Regions from separate parts of the Mus musculus genome. Here all the other regions are linked to region 1. A link is a contact called in public Hi-C and Micro-C data. All regions are on one chromosome and are shown on one strand. Each heading gives the region's core, a stretch centred on a gene start, on an enhancer-like site or on the middle of the called end of the contact. The rest is flanking DNA. Distances are from core to core; before and after follow the strand shown.

What was found. A called contact is a pair of places that touch in the nucleus more often than the background predicts.
Region 2: a Micro-C map of palatal mesenchyme shows a contact between it and region 1, with 1.5 times the contacts expected there. The contact joins the enhancer-like site here to the promoter of Dlk1 in region 1. A contact is called at or near these places in 1 of 15 datasets of contacts at CTCF or cohesin (the NIH/3T3 cell line), 7 of 484 Hi-C or Micro-C datasets (the 3T3-L1 cell line, differentiating embryonic stem cells, embryonic fibroblasts and 3 more), 3 of 115 datasets of contacts at active chromatin or transcription factors (embryonic forebrain, large pre-B cells and pancreatic cancer cells) and 2 of 9 other capture datasets (adipose tissue and pancreatic islet).
Region 3: a contact with region 1 is called in a Hi-C map of muscle stem cells, with 1.6 times the contacts expected there. The contact joins the enhancer-like site here to the promoter of Dlk1 in region 1. A contact is called at or near these places in 8 of 39 promoter capture datasets (the 3T3-L1 cell line, Sertoli cells, cranial neural crest and 5 more), 17 of 484 Hi-C or Micro-C datasets (the G1E-ER4 cell line, the HPC-7 cell line, LSK cells and 12 more), 9 of 115 datasets of contacts at active chromatin or transcription factors (craniofacial prominence, embryonic forebrain, embryonic hindbrain and 5 more) and 3 of 9 other capture datasets (adipose tissue, liver and pancreatic islet).

Annotation. Positions count from the first base shown.
Region 1 is chr12:109,452,183-109,455,298 of GRCm38.p6, forward strand. Dlk1 (delta like non-canonical Notch ligand 1) reads left to right here and starts at 1,273. Exons shown (of 5, transcript NM_010052.5): 1 at 1,273-1,544; 2 at 2,803-2,866. The coding sequence starts at 1,478.
Region 2 is chr12:109,416,127-109,419,374 of GRCm38.p6, forward strand. No RefSeq gene overlaps it. Among named protein-coding and RNA genes, the nearest start is that of Dlk1, 36 kb to the right of the region's middle. Within about 2 kb of position 1,870, at least 98 of the 459 cell types and tissues checked have an H3K27ac peak or open chromatin away from gene starts, as enhancers often do. A contact at or near this core is called in the NIH/3T3 cell line, embryonic fibroblasts, palatal mesenchyme and 1 more, where this site is marked.
Region 3 is chr12:109,503,126-109,506,171 of GRCm38.p6, forward strand. All of the region lies in intron 7 of Gm34081 (a long non-coding RNA gene), which reads right to left. Among named protein-coding and RNA genes, the nearest start is that of Gm34017, 4.9 kb to the right of the region's middle. Within about 2 kb of position 1,451, at least 4 of the 459 cell types and tissues checked have an H3K27ac peak or open chromatin away from gene starts, as enhancers often do. A contact at or near this core is called in muscle stem cells, where this site is marked.

The DNA.
Region 1 (3,116 bases), core at 23-2,522:
GCTCCTCCTCCTTTGGAGCCTCAGAATGGGGCATGGGGGGCGTCTCAGCTGAGTAAAAGGCACTGAGCCCTTGCTGGGGGGTCTTGCAGGAAAAAGGAATTGCCCCAGGGACACTGGCAGAATCAATACCCACACACACACACACACACACACACACACACACACACTCCCATCCCATCCTCTAAGCCATCCCTGGTTGAAAGCCACTAAGTGAGGGTGTGTGTGTGTGTGTGTGTGTGTGTGTGTGTGCCTGTCTGTCTGTCTGTCTGTCTGTCTGCATTTGACGGTGAACATATTGGTGAACTGTCGACATGTGTCACGGTGAACAAAGATGGATTTGGATTATGTGTGCTTTGGTGTAATTTGTGTGTTTGTTGGGTGATTCCACAAATCTGAGACAGATTTGGGGTCTGGGCATACGTGTTGCTGCGAGGTGTGTACATGTTGGAAAGAATCAGTGCTTTTATGTTTCAGAATGATAAGGCCCAGACTGTGACTGTGGTACCTGCGAGAGGAGGGGGTGGGGGGGGGGGGTGACGCATGATGTCGTCGGTGTTTACCAGTGGTCTCCTGTGTTTACAGGCGGGCTGCGTGGAGGGGCAGCATAGGCAGGAGGACTCTCAGTCTTTTCATAGCTGGCGCTTCCCCTGCTTGGAGCAGATCAGTGTTCCTGCTGCCCTGGTCTGTGACCTGTGCCCCAGGGACAGGCAGTAAGGTTTGCCTGTGCCGAAAGGTGTGTTTGGGTTGGGGGTCCGTGGGGCAAGTGCATCTGCACCTTCCCCAAACTCCACAATGGCAAGGCTCGTCGGAGGGCTTCGGCTTTTCGTGGTGGTTTTCGTGTGTGCATCTGTGATCATGTGCATCTTCCACATCTTCGTGGTGTGCGTTTGGGTCCTCCTGGGCTTCTGACCCGCGCCATGTGTGCGCGGGACTCCAGCCCTAAGTGTCTTACTGTGTCTGTGAGCGTTTTTGTATTCTGAGTGCGTGCAAGGGCTTTCGCCCGCCTGGCTTGGTTCCTGAGACTTGCGCTAAGCGGGCCTGTGTGAGCGCCGCCGCCTCCGCCTCCAGCCGCGTGCTGTCCTGTGTGCGGACCGCGTGCCCATCGTGCGCAGGTACCCGTCTAGCCAAAGAGTGCGGCCGCGTGCTCGAGCCGCTTCCGGGCGCCGCGGCGCTGGGGGGCGGCCCCGCCAGGGGGTGGGTCACCGGGACTGGCCGGCGCCTGCCCCGTGCGCGCGAGGCGTGGGCGTGGGCGGGGGCCGCGGGGGGGGGGACGACAGTACGAAAAGGCGGCGCGCGGGCCGCAGCGGCAGCTCCTCGGCAGCCGCACTTAGCAGCGTGCGCCCCGGTGCAACCCTGGCTTTCTTCCCGCTGGACGCCCGTGCCCCCTTCGTGGTCCGCAACCAGAAGCCCAGCGCAGCCCCCGGAGCAGCCCCTGCACCGCCTCCGCTCCCCGGACCGCGACCCAGGCCGCCCCGAGATGATCGCGACCGGAGCCCTCCTGCGCGTCCTCTTGCTCCTGCTGGCTTTCGGCCACAGCACCTATGGTGAGCCCCCCCTGGCGGTTTGGCTTGCGCCCCCTCTGGGGAAGCCTGCGATGCCCCGCCGACCACCCCACCGACCACCCCATTCTCCCTGTCCCATGCGCCCCAAGTCCCGCCCGTCCCGCCTAACCCTAAGCCCTGCACTGTGCCCGCCTCATCCGCCCTGCACCACTCTTGCTTGTTGAGCCCAATCCCGGGGTCCCAGGGTTTGTGGGAGGTGGAGGGTCCCAGCCCCTTCTAGCCCGGCAGAAGTGGCGTTCAAGAGGGGTGTCGTTGCTCGGATTGAGGAGGTATGAAAAAAAAAAAAAAGAGACTGCGTTGGGAGGTATCCTATTTAAGGAAAAAAAACGTTCTAAGGTGCAACTTTGGGGGTGTCTGTCACGGCTTATGTGCTTAGGAATAGGTCTTGGGGGCTTTGGGGGGGTGACTTTGCAGTCGTAGTCCCTAATTTCCAACAGGAGCACAGCTGGAGCCCCTCTTGCGTGGCGTGTTTCTCTAGGTGAGGGGCTGCGACACTTCTGTCTGCAGAGGCCATCTGTCTTTGGTAGGAGAGAGTTGGCCCCTTCCCGCAGCGACCCCAGCCCTCAATGCGCCAATAGTTGTGAGTGGGGGGTCGGAGGCTGTCTGGGAAGGCCGAAAACTGGTTGAGTAAATGCATACAGTAGGTGTCTATTAAAGTGTCAGACTCCCTTAAGAGCGTCGGAATCTCAGAGGCCCTGCAGAGCTATTGCGCAGTTCTTTTAATGTGACCAGTGTGGGGTAGGAGAAACGTGGGAGGTAGGATTTGGTTGCCTGGTTTAACTAGGGTTAATCTTGGGGTAAAATCTAGCCTTTCACCTGTGGGCTAGGCAGGTGGGCTTGTCTGGGCTTTCCCAGAGACCTCGAAATCTTCCCTTTAGCTCACTTTGCAAATGGGAGGCTAGACAGAATGACCAGGGGTCAAAGGCTACCTCTTCATTGTCCCTCATTCCTACTTTTAGGGGCCTAGGGGCTCTTATTTTCTTTGGGGAGAAAGGTGTCTGCTTTGCACTTGGAGAATCAGGGGTGTGCTGTGCTTAGCCCATGGCTAGGGGCAGGCACAATTGTTTTTCTGGGTAGGTATTCACAGATGAGAAATGCCTACTGTGTGCCAGGTTGGTAGGACCCAAGAGGGTCTTTGGACTCCCTGTTTAGGGTCCCCAGGCCATTTGAGAGAAAATGGACTCTGTAGTGTCCTTTAGGCCTTGTGGGGTGAATTGTGTACCTTTTTTCTCTTCCTCAGGGGCTGAATGCGACCCACCCTGTGACCCCCAGTATGGATTCTGCGAGGCTGACAATGTCTGCAGGTAATGGAGGAAACTGTTTGGGGGGCCATGGTGGGGTCTGTGGAGCCTTGGAGCCAGGCTGAAAGGGAGGGGGGTGCTTTGCCAAATAAAAACTGCGTCACAGCTTTCTTGCTTCTGCAGAAAACTGGTGGGGGGGGGGAGGGAGAGAAGGAGGGGTACAGGAGAGAGGGGGATCAGAAGAGTGTCTTGCAGGGGCGGGGAGGCCACTGTAGATCACTGTACCAACTGTGGTTCTTGTGGGGGTCTGGAA
Region 2 (3,248 bases), core at 620-3,119, 35 kb before region 1:
CCTGTCTCAAAGGCAGAAGGAGGGAGAGCGTCACCCAGGCTGCGCTCAGACTTGTGGGTCTGGCTCAGGCTTTCCCACTGCCAGGTGTTCTCTGATCCCCTCTAGGTCCCTCCCAGAGCCTTGAAGGGACCAAACCCTATGTCCCCTGCTCTACTTGAGCCTCCTTTCTAGGCCTGTCAGAGTCAGGGCTCATGGCAAGTGAAGGAGGAGCTGTGAGCATAAGGAGGGGCTGTCCTAGCGCTACTTGGAGTCCTGGGCCTCCCAACTTACTCCCTCCATGCTGGTGGTACCACTGATCCCACTGCAACCCCTCCAAACTCTAAAACTTCTTAACCAGAAGTGGGGACATGCTGGGTTCTTCTTGCTAAATCCAGACAGCCTCCAGGTGGCAGCCATCTTCTCCTGGTCCTGGGGTCCTGACTGACTATTGTTCCTGTCTGACCATGACCTCCATGTCTTGGGTGGGCTATCATCATCCTGAGACCTTGGGGGGAAAACATGACCCAAGCTGCTGTAAAGGCCACCTTCCTGGACCTGACCCTTGGAAAGGAGAATGGATTAACCTCAAGGGAGAGCCGATTTTCTTTGTGTATGTAGCTCAGGGATGGACAGGGGGCACCAGGCAGGAATATCCTGCGTCTTCGCTTTCCCCACATCTCCAGCAATTCAGGAGAGGCCTACAAAACAATGGGAGGAGAGCCAGGCAATCCAATCCGGCCCCGGGTTTCTGCAACATTCTAAACATGATCTCAGAGGACTTAGGTGACCCCCTAGAGAATGGAGGGAGGCCAAGAAATGTCAGAGCTGGGTGTGTTGGAGTTACAGTGAGGAGGGTAAGGGACAGGTAGAGAATCCTGGAATCTGTCAACTGCAGACAAGTCTAAGCTCCTTGTCAGCTAGAAGGAATGAAGAGCTGACTCTCCCTCTTGTCCTTCTCCCCACCCTGGGGACAGGCTCCAGACAGGTGAAGACATTTTCCACTGGCCCTCCTGTGACCTTACAGCAGCTTTCCTGAATACCCCCCAGCCCTCCCCAGAAACCCCATCCTGGCTCCACATGCAGCCTTGGGGACATCTGGAGAGACGGGGTTGACCTCCCCCTCTGGTTCATACATTATTGCCTTTGTCCTCTGTCTCATCCCTGCTAAGGCCATGTCCTCTGTCTCACAGGCCCCTCTCGCTCTGGTCCCCATGCCACAGTGACAATGAGCCAGGAATGCCACTTCCTCGGGATCCAACCCTGGGCTTCAAGCTGAGGCTTCTCCTCCCTACAGTTCTGCCTGCACGCCCCTCCACGGCCAGGCGGCCTCACCTTACTAGGCCCACGTGGCCTGTTTTCCCTGGGTGTCCCTCATGTGGGAGCTGTCTCTCTCCACAAGACCCCACGGCCAGTCTAGGTCTAGGCAGGGCTCCACTGGGAGCCCCAGGGAGGGGGGCGATCAGCAAAGGGCTGTGAGCACATGAAGGAATGAGAGCACGTGAATCCAGGAAGGAGGGGACTATGGCGCCTCAAAGGGTGTGGGCTGCTCTCCCCTCTCCTCTTGGAGACAACACTGCTCTGTGTGCAATCTGCTTTCCAGGCCCCTCTCCCCCTTCAGAGCAGAAGGCCAATGGGGCCTCCCTCCCCAACGTGCACCAAGGCCAAAGCTCTGGGCGTCTACCTTGCCTGCTGTCAGCGTGGGCATGACTTATGTGGCTGCTTGGCCCCTGCTCCTCCGGTATGGGGGGATTAATCACCCTGTCTCTGGAGGGGGGGCGGTGATGTTGGGCCAGAGAAACAAGGAAGGGGCTGCCTGTGTGCGTGGTGAGGCACTGAGCAAACCTTGAAACGGATGGAATGGCTGCAGGCAGGGGCCCTGGGCCCCCAGGAGGCCCCTCCGCCCCCTTGGCAGAGCAGACTGCATCAATATTCCACAGGCAGGGCTGGTGAGGCCCTGACTGACTCACACTGGCTGACTAATCTGAAAGTAAGCTGTTTCTACTGCAAGTGGGAAGCTCAGGGAATCTTAAAAACCAAGGGATGGAGCCCTGACTCGCGTTCTAGAATTTTCCTCTTGCTAGGGAGCTGCTCAGCCCCTGCTTGTGTCACATCTTTGGATTGTCCCTCTGTCATGTATCCCTGGGGAAACCGTGGCCAAACTTGGACTGGGGGGGGGGGGCTGCTGGACCCTATTAAATCAAATTCATAGAGCAATGGGGACAACAAGACAAGCAAGACAGTCCCCAAAGGATGTTCCCACAAGCGACACTCAGTGGCACATGACACAGGCCTGGGAGACAGGTCTGTGAGCCAGGATAGGCATGAAGTCTTCTCTAAGTGTGGTAAGCTGCAGGCATTGTTCCTTCTAGGCCCAGGACTCACTGTGTAAAGGGCAGGGCTAGCTCTCAAGCTACAGAGGGGGTGATCCAGAGGCACAGAGAGTGGAGGTAATGCACACAAGGCCACACAGCTGCTAAGGGTAGGTAGAATGGAGACTGGAATTCAGGGTGTTTGCTGCCACCACCATCAGCTTTCCCAGTCTAGCTCACCACACCCCACATTAAAGAGAGGTGTGGAACAAGGTCTTTCAGGCTTGAGCCGGTAATGCTGTGTGCACGCGTGCCCATGAATGTTCACGTGTGTTTGAGTGCCTGGGTGTGCGTCTTATGTGAAGGTCGGAGGTGGAGCTCAGTGACATTTCTCACTGTCTGTGTAAATACCGTCTCAGTGTCTGTGAGGTGCTGCCTGTCCACTTTGAGGTGTAAGATAGGGATCTCTTACTCAGCCTGAAGATGTCTCATTAAGACTAAGCTATGTGGCTGCTGAGCATCATCTCCTGGGCCCCGGAATGACAAGCATGCACTGATGGCTTTTAAATAAAGATTTATTCATTTTCATGGCGTCTTGGGTAGCTCACTCAAGTGAAAGGTGCCTCCAGGCCCTAAGGTGACAGTTTCCCTCTACTCTTGGCCACAGAATGAGAAGGTGGGGTAGGGAAGCTGAGACTCTTCAGACGTAAGTTCATAGGCTATGGAGGCCAGTGTCTTTCACCCACTGCAAATCGTTGGCAAACCAAGGTGACTGTGCCTCAGTTTACCCCAGAACGTGGGAATCCTAATAACAGCAGCTACTGTTTTGTTTATTTTTATTGCTTTTTTTTTTTTTCTGCACATGTTTACGAGGGTGCCTGCATGTGTGGAACCCAGAGGTTGGCGCCGCTGGGTATCTTCCTCGATCGCTGTCTTTACTCAAAATAAGACACGGCTTCA
Region 3 (3,046 bases), core at 201-2,700, 51 kb after region 1:
TCCCTTAGCAGAGAAAGGGTATAAGGAAGCAAAACTTCTACCCCAAGTCCTCTGTGAAAACGTTGAAATGTTTCATGTTGGAGAGTTGTTCAGAGGCAGAGGAGTTTCAGTACCCTCCCTGGCTTTGATGTGCCCCCAGGCCACTATTTCCTTGAGGCTTCCACAGGCTTCTTCCACATTTACAGCTCCCTCAGGTTGCTTCTCATCGGCCCTTGTACGGGGCCTTTCTGTAGGCAGTGTGGTACATGAAGAGGAGCTGGTGGAGGCCCCCTGGGGGCTACAGAATGGCCCGTTCCTGCATGGGTTAGGAGGAAAGTCAGAGCACACTAGGGTCCTTGAGCAGGCATGCTCGATGGGACCCCTTAACTTTCCCTTCGGAATTTCATCTATCCTGAGGGTTCAGCAGGGAAGGCTGTGGAAGAGACAGCCATTGCTGTCTTTCAGTGTTCACTCTCCTATGGAGGAACAGAGCCAGCAGGCAGGGATGGGAAGCCTGGAGTACTCCATCTGTGGTCTGGGGGACCGTATGGCGGAAACATATGTGGGTTAGGTCTACTGGAGATGGGGCTACTCCTGGGTTCACCCCAATCTTCTTTTGTACCCCACCTTCCTACTTGCGGGTCTTTATTCCAAGCTAAGTGGCTGGTGTTTTCTCAACTCTGTATGATCTGGTGTCTTTCTCAATTTCCTGTTAAACATGCCAGTATGTCCATTTTCCTCCTCTTGGCCATGTGAAGCACAGGTAAGAGGTAGCCCTAGACAGACAAGGGTCACGTAGACCTGCCTTGTTCCTCCTGTGTCCCTGCAGCCCAGAGCGAAGCAGCTCTGCGACACCACCCTTCCTTCCCCTTCTGTTTTCAGCTCATATCCCTTAGATCCAGCTGTCCTTTCTGCGACCGTGGGCTTTTCCTTGTCCCCCTCATGTTTCCTTGCCTCCACAGCTTGGTGGTCACTCACAGAGACACAGGCTCCCTCTGGCTTTCCTGCAGTTATTTCCAGGAGATGCACACAGTCAGGGAATAAGCCTTGTCCGTCTCCATCATGAAGGGTCTGCCTTCCTCTCTATACAGAGACAGAGTTGCAGCTATTATTTGTCCATTTTAATTCATTTGGTTGACAGGCATCAGACCTAAATCGGATTTTCAGTCAAGAGAGGAAATTTTCTAAATGTTTCATTTTTGCTCTATTGGCATGCGGCAGAAGCAGCTGTGGGCTCTCCCTCCGCCTCCCACCCCTGGGGAAGACAGCAATTGTCCGAGTGTGACTTGGGGGTGCAGAACACTGCCTGTTTTCCAGGCCCTTGGAATGGCTTGGCTCAGCACATTAAAAAAAAAGATCCTGGCATTTGTGTCCCCTTGAATCTTCCTAAAGTAGCATCTCTGGTGGGCAGTCCTGCCTTGTAAGGCAGGTGGTGGCAAGGGCCAGGAAGTATGTGGTCAGCTGGGGATCCTGGGGACAGTGATAGTCATAAACAGCACAGGGGATTAACTCTGGCCCGCATGGCTTTTGGGAGTTCGGAGGAATGAAGAGATGGCGCCAAGGGAGGGAGAGGTGTTGGTGTGTTTTTCGAATGCTAGGACTATAATTAAGGGGTGAGAAGATTCGTGCTAACCCGTAACCAAGGCTGCAGAAGAAATCATGAAATCTAATAGCCACAGAAGCCTGGATTTGGAACCTCACATATCCCTCACTTTGAAGCTTATTTGAGCGCTCAGCACATTCATCAAAGGGGAGCTGGGGCTCTGACAGTGTCAGGTGGCATGTGTCTGTCTCCTGGTGCCTAAAGTAGCTCTTGGGCACCTTCAAGTCACCTGTTCCAGGACTACCTCAAAAGACACAGAGGGACTTTCCAGAGTCTTATGCGCATGTGTATAGTTGGGGGGGGGGTCTTCATCTTAACAGAGGGCTTTCCAAGGGCATAAGCAAAGGTTCCCCAAAATACATCCATGGTGGAAAGAAATGTTGGGTGTGTGTGCCCAGGGTATGAGGGGCTGGCTGGTCCACACTCAGCAGGGATTAAAATTTAGCCTCAAGATTGTGCCCTGAAGGCCACAGTTCCTACAATAGGTATGGGGCAGTTGCTAGTATCTCTCTATCATAGCAAACGCTGAACAGGTTTTAGGATTAAAAGGTTGTTTTTGTTTGTTTGTTTTTGATCTTTTTAAATTGGCCCCGCCTTTCTCCAAGCTCTGTGGCTGTCCCCGGGGCTTCCTGGATGTGCCATGTGCAGCCCTCACTCAGAGAATGCCTGGAGGGCAGCCTTTTCCTTTTCTACCATCTCTGACCACATCCTCTGGACATAGTGATTCCTGGAGAATCCACCCAGGCAGACTCGGTTGTGGCCAGGCCATGTGGGCACGCCGTTGCCTCAGGCGCTGGCCAACAGCCTTTCTTAGAAAGCCATGGGTTTGGTGTCTGTCCGTCCCGTTTCCCCCCCCCCCCCCCACGCAGGGCGCAGCCTGCCCTGCTGGGCACGTCTCCCTCTGGGCCTGCTTCTGGGGGAAATTGGGTTCTGGGGTCTCGATGAGGAACTAGGTTGAGGGGGACACCGGTCTTTAAATGAGGCCACGTTAGTCAACAAATGAGAGCATTTGAGCCGGGCTTGGATGAGGCCCAGAGCTGCCCACGGGTATCCATGTTGCTCACTGGGGCAGGCAAAAGCATGAACTTGCAAAGTCTCAGCTTAATTCCTGGCGCTCGGAAAGTCCACCTCCTTCCTGAGCTGGTGGTAACTGTGCTAATCAGCTAGGCCACAAGGACAATTAGACGTGACCTCGTGGGGAAGCCCTGCCAGCCTAGAGCTAGGATGGCTGACTCAAGAGGGCTCTCTGGGTTTCACTCTGTCCGAGAGAGCTTTACACGGTCTCCTATGGAGATCGGGCCAATGGCTGCCTGTCTTCCCTGCTCCGGGGTCTCAAGAAAGGTGCCCACCCTCACAATACCAACAATGAAGGTCAAGAAGCTACTTTGAATCTGAATATCCCTTCTTCTGGCACACCGGCCTTGAGAGGGACTCTAGAAGGCTCAAAGCGAAGAGGGTGCCTCA